2 separate regions of the Mus musculus genome follow, and region 2 is linked to region 1. A link is a contact called in public HiChIP or PLAC-seq data. All regions are on one chromosome and are shown on one strand. The core of a region is the stretch at or near the end of the contact, and the rest is flanking DNA. Distances in the headings are between cores, read along the strand shown.

Region 1 (5,016 bases), core at 2,158-4,657:
CAGCATCCCCACAGCATCCTCACAGCATCCTCACAGCATCCTCACAGCATCCTCACAGCATCCCCACAGCATCCTCACAGCATCCCCACAGCATCCCCACAGCATCCCCACAGCATCCCCACAGCATCCCCACAGCATCCTCACAGCATCCTCACAGCATCCTCACAGCATCCTCACAGCATCCTCACAGCATCCTCACAGCATCCCCACAGCATCCCCACAGCATCCCCACAGCATCCTCACAGCATCCTCACAGCACCTGCTCTCTTCCTTAGCCCGTGGGCAGAGGCCCATCAACAACGACATACCAGGTGCTCACTCCTAGGGGCAATGAGTGAGACATTCGTGGTTGTGTACGAGCCGACCACAGCCTTCATGTACTGGACCTGGCTGAACAGGTTGGTGACCGCCACAGGATAGAAGTTGGAGTTCCTGATCTTCAGGGTGGCCTAGGAAGGGCAAGGGAGGAAGCGCCAGGTAAGTGTCCCGGTCTAAGGCTGGCAAGTGCGCAGGCCAGGAAGCGAGGCCGTTCATCTTACCGTGACATCAAGGACCACAAGGGAGTCCTGTTCATTAAACGTGACTTTTGTCACTTTGATGCCGTTATCGTCCACGAGGACCGAGTGTGGAAACAGAAAGAAGAACACCAGGCCAGATGCCAGGAGACACAGCAGGACCGACAGGAGGACATACTGTTTTCTGCAAACGACAGCACAGGGTCACCGTGGTCGGTCAGATACCAGATACGGGAGCCTAAATGGTCCTGATTGACACAATACTGATGCAGTGAAAGGAAGCGAACAGAATCAGGAAGCACAGACTGGGCACAGAGCAATGGGGCAAGAAAAGGCCCTTCAGCCCTTCTGAGCACCATTCGCCCTCCAAAGAGAAACCGGTGCTTTTATCTCCTAAACACCGCTCATCTCCCAGGACGGCCTCTTTCCCCAACCCCTTCCTTTCAGTTGACCCTTAAGATGTTTCTAGCTTCACATTTCTTTGCCCAGACTGTAACACGAGACAGAGACATTTCACTTAAGCAAAAGTTCTAGGGGAAATGGGGAGGACTAGGCTATCGTTCAGTGGAAGAGTGCTTGTCTAGTAAGTGAGAGGGCCTGGGTTCAAGCCTTAGTATCACAATAAATAAATAAATAAATAAATAAATAAATAAATAATGAGGTAATAATCATAAATTAGTGGATAAAGAAAATAAGGAAACAGGGCAGATATAAGAACAGACATCTTTCTCAAAGATTACTTGGTGTTCTTTCATAGAGAGGAGTTGGGAACAGAAGAAGGTATTGGCAGATGAGAGCCAGCCAACTCACGTTCTCTGAGGACGCAGCCTCTGGTCACTGTGGGGGATCAAAGCCACCAACTCATTGACTTGCTCTAGAAAAGCAGCAAACACAGACTCATTCTGTAAACCCCAGGTATGAGTGGCCCTTCCTCTTCTTGTCACATTTCGCCGTCAACTGGCACAGCTGAGATTCAGCTGGGCTTAGACACTAAAACGTACACTTTTGGTTGGATGAAGGAACGGGTAAATGTAGAGACAGGATAAGAAAAGCTGGAGGGGAAGAAACAGATTAGCCTAAGGAGAACGCCACAAACTGTAAAACTTCTACCAGCACCGTAGGGCTGCGGCACTGAGGCTGGGGGGCTCTTGCCTTCGCTGTCTTTGACGAAGTCTCGGAACATCTCAAAGCCATTGTCACTTTTCACTTGGAGCTTTGTGTGGTTTGTAAGGTTCTTAAAAGCTCTAATCTCTGTGACTCCCCCAACACCTAGGGTCAACTTAGTGGCAGCTGTTGCTACAGATAATCCAGGCCCCACTCCTGAGCCGACTGTCACTCCCCACCCCCTGGTATTCTGCTGACCCCTGGCTACTGCTCATGGTGCCTTTGTTTGTAAAGGATCTGCTAGAATATCTCCTTCACAATGCTGTGGCCATCCTTATGAGCAAGAACGATAGAGAAACATCCTTGTCAACAGATCCCACAGCAGAGAAATAAACATTCCAAACCAGAGAGGGGCTGGGAACCCGGAGTGGCCTAGGAAGATGTCTCAGTGGATACAGACGGGATTAGGTCGGCCCACGGGGCGTGTCTGTGAGTGATTTTCTTAACTGGGTTTACTGAAATGTGAAGACCCTCCCTAAATGTGGGTGGCACCCATTTCATAGGCTGTATCTCTGAATGAATAGGGAAGGGGAAACCAGGTACGAGCACTCCTCGCTCGCTGTTTGCTGTGACTATAAGGTGACATAAGCGATTTCAAATTGCTGCTGTTGTATAACTTGTCCTCAGTGATGGAGCTGTGACCTGGAGCTGTGAATCAGAATAAACCTTCATCCCCTAAATTGCCATTGTCAGAGTATTTTATCAGAGCAACCAGAAAAGAAACTAAGGCATTAATAAAGGAGTAGAAATGAAGAAGAGAAAGGGTTCCGAGTGTAAGATTTAAAAAAAACAAAAAACAAAAAACCTGGAGTCTGTCCATTTATCAGGGCAGCGGAGCTGGCTACAATTCAGGGCGGGCTATGACTATGGAGGGCTGGCTGGAGCAGATGCCAGAGTGCTTTCCGTGTGATGGCCGATGGTCTCACCTGCTGGGATGTAGCCTGCTCCTTGGCAGGTGTGACAGGTGATGCTATTTCTCCCAGTGAACTCCACATAGGGGAACTGAGCGATGGCTTCCTCCTGATCTCTATCAGCCAGCAAGTCCTCCGGGTTGTCATCCTTCTTTCGCTGACAAAATGTGAGGGCAGAGGAGTGCTGAGACCCCATGTGTCATCTCCTATATGGGGAGGGGGGTGGTGAGCGCGTGTTAGTGTCCATGTGGGGCCGCTCTAGAGGTAAAAAAAAATCACTTCTGCATAAAGTGCAAAATACTGAGCAAGAGGCTGTTGTTCTAAGTGTGTGCCTGTGTGCGCAACACTGGCAGTTCCTACTGCGGCCTTCCTTTTGCAGCAGTGTCCCGTGTCGTGTCTGGCCTCCCCTCCCCCTGGAATAGGACGGCCCTCGCTGGATTAGGCTCTCTGCCCGGAAGACCCCATCTCCCCTCCTGCTCCCCCACCCCACCCCGCCGCTTCCTCCCCTCTGTTTGCAAACTCAAAAGGCAAACAGGCTGCACCTCGGGCACACAAACAACAGGCACCAGATTAATTAAAGGCCTCAGCGATCCCCATTCTCCTCCACTCCCAGCCGAGGAGGCGGGCTCAGGTCACGCCCCCGCACAAAAAAAGCCACGTTCCGAACGCGTTCAGGCCTCCGAGGCTCGGGAACGCGGGCGCCCCCGGACCTGTGGCGCACCAACTGCTGGCAGTTACTCCCGGGACCACTCCTCCCTCCACCTGCCCGCTCCAGCGAGTCCTCGGCGCGCCTCCGCCCGTGCGCACGCGCAGAACCGCAAGCCCGCCCGAGGACCCGGGCGAGCGCGAGCGCCTGCGCCTGCGCCCTGAGCTCCAGCGCGTCCCTCCTGCCGCGCAGCGGCAGCGCACCTACCCACCGGTAGGGGGCGACAGAGAACCGCGGAGGTGCTCGGAGACAGAACGTCGCTCCTCTATACCCCCAGATCTGAGCTTCCGGATCAGAGCGCTTCTGTGTGAGAGGAGGACGGCCAAAGCCATTCTCTCCGCACAGGGACACGGGGCATAAAGAAACCCAAAACCCAGAACCTGTACTAGGTCCCGGCAGAGGATCTGAATGCCTAAAGAGCTTATGGAGAACCACTGTGACAAGGGGCCTGATTGGAGGCAACTTCCATCGGAGTCCTGCTGGCTAGTCAAAAGAATGAAACCCAAAGCTAAGTTTTGCAAGGTGATCCTATTTCAGGACCACTATCCACAAAAAACGTGGGATGGGCATAAAGGGTTTGAGAGCTCCTCCGAAAGCTAAAGTGCCACAGAAGCGAAATGAAACTGGCGAAGAGGGCTAAAGAGCCCTGTGTGATGGTGCACGGGGCTTCCAGCATCTGAGAGACAGCAGGATCGCCACAAATTCAAATTAGCCTAGAACGTGAGTTTGAGGCCAGCCAGCAAAGTGAGACCCTGTTTTAAGAACAGCAAGAGAAGATTTATTTTATTTAAATGACGACCCTGTAGCCGTCTTCAGACACTCCAGAAGAGGGCATCAGATCTCATTACAGACGGTTGTGAGCCGCCATGTGGTTGCTTGGAATTGAACTGAGGACCTCTGGAAGAGCAGTTAATGATCTTAACAGCTGAGCCATCCCTCCAGCCCTACTTCTATGTCTCTTACTTAAATAAATCTGATGATATTGGGAGAAATAAAGGCTAAGCTAAAAACATATTGTTTGGTTGCAGTTAATGAACTCTGGTGATACTGTTCTGCCCAGTTTGGGGGAAGGTTGTAGATTTTTTTCTAGTAAAAATTCTGTGTCTCCTTAAAGTAGATAGAGACTCAGCTGATCCTCTCACTCTTCCTGTCTGGACTGTGAGCTTGGTATTAGAGATTAAAGTAGCTGTGTTGTGACCAAGAGGCCATGAGGAACTCTGGACAGAAGGATAAAAGAAATCAGGTCCCTGATAGAATTCTGATCTTCCTAGATTTCATGTTCTCACAGTGGGACACAATCCTAATAAATATAGACACAGCGCAAATAAAGAGGAAAGCTTGGTCTGTTAGTTGGTCTTGGTTTTGGAGTTTTTGTTTGGATGGTTTGATTTGGTTGTTTTTTGTTTATTTGTTTTTTTCATAATTTTTTGTATTATTTAAATGCACTTTATACATCAAACATATTAATATTATGGAGTATTTTGAGAATCAAATAATACATAAAATTTTGTTCAACTTTTATATTCATATCCTAAAAATATCATTAATGAATATTTAATACTATCCATAACTGAGGATCCTATATCTAACATTGAATACTAAATTGTTTCAAAACATACAAAATATTCTATTGTAATTAAGCATAGTAAAAGAGCATAAAATATTAAAAATGAATCATTAAGGAATATATTCAAAAGCCCTTATATGATAGCACCTGACA
Region 2 (5,495 bases), core at 1,084-3,583, 40 kb before region 1:
TCTACCATCGAACCACATCCCAGTTCCCTTGCTGCGCTCCTTATGTTTTCTGGAAACAGCTGCTCCATTTGTGTGCATCAAGCTAGTAAGGTCAGATGACACTACCTTTGTTAACCATGAGCTATGTTAACCACGGACTGTCAGACACCCAGTAAGAAGGACGCATAAGTTCCCGCCAACTAGACTGTCCCTTTTCCGTTCTTTTCAGTCCCATCTCCGTGCTGTGTAGGAGGAGACTCTAGAGTTGGCCGTGGAATCTCAGTGATTTCTATTTATTCCAGCTTCGTCCACTTCAACTCTAGTTCAAATCTGGTAGTTATTACTTTTTTTTTTTTTTTTTTTGAGACAGGGTTTCTCTGTGTAGCCCTGGTTGTCCTGGAACTCACTCTGTAGACCAGGCTGGTCTCAAACTCAGAAACCTGCCTGCCTCTGCCTCCCAAGTGCTGGTATTAAAGGCGTGCAACACCACTGCCCTGCCAATTTTGTTTTTAGTTGCAGGAACTGGAGAGCTGAATTGAGTTCTTTTATGCAGATATTGCATATATATACATATATGTGTGTATATATGTGTGTGTGTACATGTTTGTCTATGTATATATATAGGCAGAAAAACAACGCACTCTAAATATATTAGGAAGGGCAGCTCAGAGACCCAATGAAATCTGTAAAGATGTGTGAGAGTTACAAACTGACTTCCAAGCCAAGACTGGACACCTATGGTCCAAAGAAGACTTGGGCACTGCAGACTTAAAGCCACCTTTCTAGCAGAGACTGAGGCAAAAGGATCTAGCATTGAACGAAAATCCTTGAATAGCCTGGGAAGGTGTAAGAAAGACTCAAGCAACCCCCACCCTAGACTGGTTGAAACCCAGTGGCATTTTACATTAAAAAACAAACAAACAAACAAACAAACAAACAAACAAAACACTCTCTACTTCTCCAGCCAGTACACTTGCAGGGAAATTACGTTCTACACACTCGAAGTTCTTTGTTTCCATCCTGAGAAACCCCAAAGTCTGAGGTGGTGTGGTGTGCTGGGTAAGCCCCCACACACTCCAGCATTCCCTGGGAGTGTCGGTCAGGTCCATAGAGGTGGCTTCTCCCAAGGACTTCCAGCTTCCTGGAGGAAAGCAACACAGAAACCCACTTCGAGACAAAGGAGTTACTGCTTAAATCAGGTCTTAATTTCCAAGTTTCACTTTGCTTAAAGTTCACCGGAGGACCATCTCACTCCTGAAGGAAAGATGTATTTGGGGACTCATCCTCACCCTCTTGTTCTCAAAGGAGACTTCCGGGAACATAGCAAGGGCTAGGCCGAACCTCCGCAGTTTGGGCTAAGGTGGGGGGGTGGGGAGCAAGGAAGGTAGGTGAGGCTGGAGGTCCAGGGATAGGGGAAGACTTGGAGAATGAGGTTGGGGTGGGGGAATAACTAGGAAACTCTGGCGCTTTCCCCGCCCCTCACAAAGCCGAGTCCAGCTGGAGCCACCTCCAGACTCTCTGGCCAGAGCCTCAGAGTGGCCAACAGTCCCTGGCCAGCGGTTGCTCTATCCAGGCTAAGGGCACCCACTCCCCTGGAGATTCCTGAACCTGGGCCAGGAAGAGCCGAACTAGACAAGCGTCTCCAATCCATCCCGTTTTGTCCCCGGGGTTGTCTGCAGTCCCGTTAGTCCCTTCCCTGGCCTGTTCGCCCCTTAGACCTCCACACAGGTCTCCCTCTGTGTAGGAATTCACCAGACCCTGTCCTAGCCACCCGCTCAGTTCCCCCTTCTACCTAGGCCTTTTCTAGCTAGTTGGATGGGGGATGGGTTAGGGAGGCTGTGGTCCCCGAGACTCCAGGTGGGAGCTCACGGGCAGGTACTCCGCAAAGGAGCTGGAAGGCAGGTCTGGAAAACTGTCCCCCAGATTTAGGATTCTGGACAACGTCCATCTGCTCATGCTTTGGTCCCCCACGCACCTCCCCGCCTCCTAAATTCCCCATCCCCACCTTTCTTGCTCCTTTCTGTTGCTTCGTCCTCTCTGCCTTGGGTCTAAAACTCCAGGCTTATGCCTCTGCAAACAACCCCCTCCCTTCTAACCCCAGCAGAACTCCGAGGAAAGGGGCCCGATGCTCCCCCCCTTCCCGCCTGTGGTTAGAGGGGGCAGTGTGGCAGTCCCAAGTGGGGGCGACCGGAGGCTGTCTCGGTGCCCCGCCCGATCAGGCCACTGGGCACATTGGGGGCGGGAAGCTGGGCTCACGAAAGGGGCGACTGGCCTTGGCAGGTGTGGGCTCTGGTCCGGCCTGGGCGGGCTCCGGGGGCGGGGTCTCAGGTTACAGCCCCGCGGGGGGCTAGGGGGCGGCCCGCGGTTTGGGCCGGTTTGCCAGCCTTTGGAGCGACCGGGAGCATATAACTGGAGCCTCTGCCGGGGGAAGACGCAGAGCGCCGCTGGGCTGCCGGGTCTCCTGCCTCCTCCTGCTCCTAGGGCCTCCTGCATGAGGGAGCGGTAGAGACCCGGACCCGCTCCGTGCTCTGCCGCCTCGCTGCGCTTCGCCCGGGCCAGGCTCTGCCAGGCCTCGCGGTGAGCCATGATCCGCCTCGGGGCTCCCCAGTCGCTGGTGCTGCTGACGCTGCTCATCGCCGCGGTCCTACGGTGTCAGGGCCAGGATGCCCGTAAGTCGCCCGCCGCCCCTGCCTACTTCCCTGACTTGTGACCCTTTTCCTCCTACTCCCTCCCCCAAGTACTGGTCCGGGTTAGGGCGCTAAGTCCTAAGCGCAGAGTATACAGGAGTACACTGATCCTAATTCTGCGAGTAAGGACCTCTGTCGCAGCATCTTCAGTGAGAGTCACGATTGGAGACTTTCTCAGGTCCCTGCGTTAAGCAAGGATATGCAACAGGTTTGAACACAGACGCATCACCTTCCACCAGCTTTGACCAGGACGTTTCGAGCTCAGTAAAAGAAGCCCCACACTTAAAAGTAGGAGAGAAATCGAGAGACGCCTACGGGTTGATTTATCAGCCTAGTCTAGGGGTTAGACGCTGCAGAACTCAAAGGGGCGCTAGACAAAGAACTAACTCTGACCCTGATGGGTTGAAATCTGAGGCCACAAAGAAAAAGCGGCTCCCGGCGACTTCAGCGCAGCTCTCCAGTCCCCTCCGCTATCAGGCTGGCCCACAGTAAGGTGCAGCCGGGCAGCCCTTCTTTGAAACTCGGCTCTCCCCTTGCCTCCGTTAGGCTGCAGGAATTTGACACTGAAAAACGTTGACATTGCAAACAGACCTGCTTTCCAAATGTGTCCCCAAGAGCACCCACCCGCACACACACACACTGTATACCCTACAATGAGTTACTTTACAGCGTGTGTAGCCGTGGATGGATATGGGGTCAGGCTAGTGACCTGCGTATGGCTATCGTTAGAGGTGGCAGCTGTATAGCCTCGGTCCAAGGGCGGTTCCCGCACCTTTCCATCTCCTCCCTGGGTAAGATCCACTGTCTGGGATTATATTCAGGACAACCGAAGCCTGGAAAGTGTATTAGGTAGAGAATTTTCTTCCACGTGTTTGGGCACGTTTCCGACGGGTAGGGTTCCAGCCCTGTCTTTCTCTGTATGTTACAGACTGTTAATCAATCGCAGGTGAAACTGTTTGGACAGTAGGTGGGGATCAAAGACCCTCTGCCCGTGAGACTCTGTGCTCTTTCCCCTGCCACCAGGCTGTCTCCAGAGATGCTTTAGAAGGAGGCGGGCCCGGGCGGACTTTTTGCTCTTTAGCTTGGCGGACCCGGCGGGGGGCAGGGCTAGAGCGGGGAGCGCTGCCGCGAGAAGCCCGGGATAGCACTTTCCGACCCCGCCGCGCAGGGTGGCAGGGTGGCGAGCTAAGCCAGAGTCCTGCGTTCGAGCTCTGGGGGCGGGGGTGGGGGGGCATCGAAGTGTTTGTATGTGGTCTGAGATAGGCCTGACTGTATTTTTTGTCCTAAACTTTCAAGCACACACCCCACAAAGCTGCGGTCTTGACCGGTGTTCTTTATGGAGCGCAGTGGAGTGAACTGAGCGTCTTAACGCTTTCTCGAATTCTTCATCTGATAGCAGAGGCGCTCGCTTAAGTGTCAAAGAGCTCTCTCTCACTGCTGCAACCTTTTTGACAGAGTGAATTCCACAGCTTTGTATGAGTGTGGGTGGGTGGGGGGAGGTTGTCTAAAACTTTCGGTCTCTTACGATTCTGCATCTGACCATGCCCCCCCCCCCCAAAAAAAATCGTTGGTTTTACACCCCAGCTTGCCTCACCAATGGCAGACACCCCACACTCTAGCCTTGGATCCACAGGACCCAAAGACCTGACGTGGGGCAAGGCGTAGCCTGTGTGGACGTTAGGAATGTCAGAAACCTAGAGTCCACCGCGCTCCTCCTCTCCATCTTTCCACGAGTTTGGGAAACTTGTTGGCCGCGAAGACATTGACCCACATCTGCATTTCTCAGCCCTAGCCTTCCAAAAGTGCTGCTGGTTCGGGAGGGGAGACCTCAGTCCTCCTTTGTGAGACTTGTTTGCGTTGGGGGATTGGCAGCGATGGCTTCCAGATGGGCTGAAACCCTGCCCGTATTTATTTAAACTGGTTCCTCGTGGAGAGCTGTGAATCGGGCTCTGTATGCGCTTGAGAAAAGCCCCATTCATGAGAGGCAAGGCCCAGTGGGTCCCCCAACTCCCCGACCCCCCTCTCCCACAATGCACAGCCTCCCCGCCCTCATCCCCCCCCCACCCCCCGTGCCCGCCTGCCGCCACCTCCCGGGCTCCAGCCCCGCGCACAGCGGCGACGAAGCAAAACAGTTCCCCGAAAGAGGTAGCTTTTTAATTGGCCGGCCACAAAGAATCACTTATGCCGCACGGCGGTAACGAGGGGAACCGGATCGGGCGGCCAGGATGCTATCTGTAGCCCCTTTCGTGCCACAATTAGGGTGGTGCTGGCTTCTTCGGACCGCACCTAGGCGATCTGGTTACAGCGTTGGCTCCTTTCTTGGGCAGTCATTTAATCCTACATTTTACTCTACGGATGTCTGTCTGCTGGAGGGCTGTGTCCGGAGCCCCAGCCACAAAGAGTCAGCCAGCAGCTCTCACACCCGGCCAGACCCGCCCCTCCTTTGGCCCGCGCGGCCCTAGGGCGCCCTTCCTGGGGAACCCGATCAGCTTTCACGACGCACCCTCTCCAGGATTTTCTCGGGTTGTCCTAGGCAGTCTTGGGCAATAGAGTGCCATTTCTTAGTCAAGACAGGGCGTCACTAGCCTTTCCTCACCTCCAGCGATATTAGCGCCGCTGGGGGTGGGGAAAGTGGGATTGGAGCCTGAGGTGGAGGAGCAGGGAGTATCCCAGCAGCTTCGACCTTTTCCCCCTGGGATTCCTTCAGCTTCTCCTCGATTGTCTTATCTAAAGGCTAGATAGATGGGTTTCTTCCAGTGGAAAAGAAAAAGGAGACTTTGATCTTTGGATTCTCGCCCTCCTTGAAGAGCAGAGGGCAGGCCCGTTTCT

The links. HiChIP or PLAC-seq counts read pairs in DNA pulled down with a chosen protein or histone mark.
Region 2: an H3K4me3 HiChIP or PLAC-seq map of embryonic stem cells shows a contact between it and region 1, with 49 read pairs. The contact joins the promoter of Col2a1 here to the promoter of Tmem106c in region 1. A contact is called at or near these places in 3 of 39 promoter capture datasets (the 3T3-L1 cell line, the SN4741 cell line and neural stem cells), 3 of 15 datasets of contacts at CTCF or cohesin (CD8 T cells, the NIH/3T3 cell line and embryonic stem cells), 13 of 484 Hi-C or Micro-C datasets (the G1E-ER4 cell line, the HL-1 cell line, embryonic fibroblasts and 6 more), 6 of 115 datasets of contacts at active chromatin or transcription factors (the SCID.adh cell line, embryonic stem cells, epiblast stem cells and 1 more) and 3 of 9 other capture datasets (adipose tissue, liver and pancreatic islet).

What each region holds. Positions count from the first base shown.
Region 1 is chr15:97,962,620-97,967,635 of GRCm38.p6, reverse strand. Tmem106c (transmembrane protein 106C) reads right to left here and starts at 3,407. Exons shown (of 8, transcript NM_001252153.1): 1 at 3,301-3,407; 2 at 2,606-2,796; 3 at 1,326-1,389; 4 at 540-699; 5 at 309-449. The coding sequence starts at 2,786.
Region 2 is chr15:98,001,562-98,007,056 of GRCm38.p6, reverse strand. Col2a1 (collagen, type II, alpha 1) reads left to right here and starts at 2,333. Exons shown (of 54, transcript NM_031163.3): 1 at 2,333-2,648. The coding sequence starts at 2,564.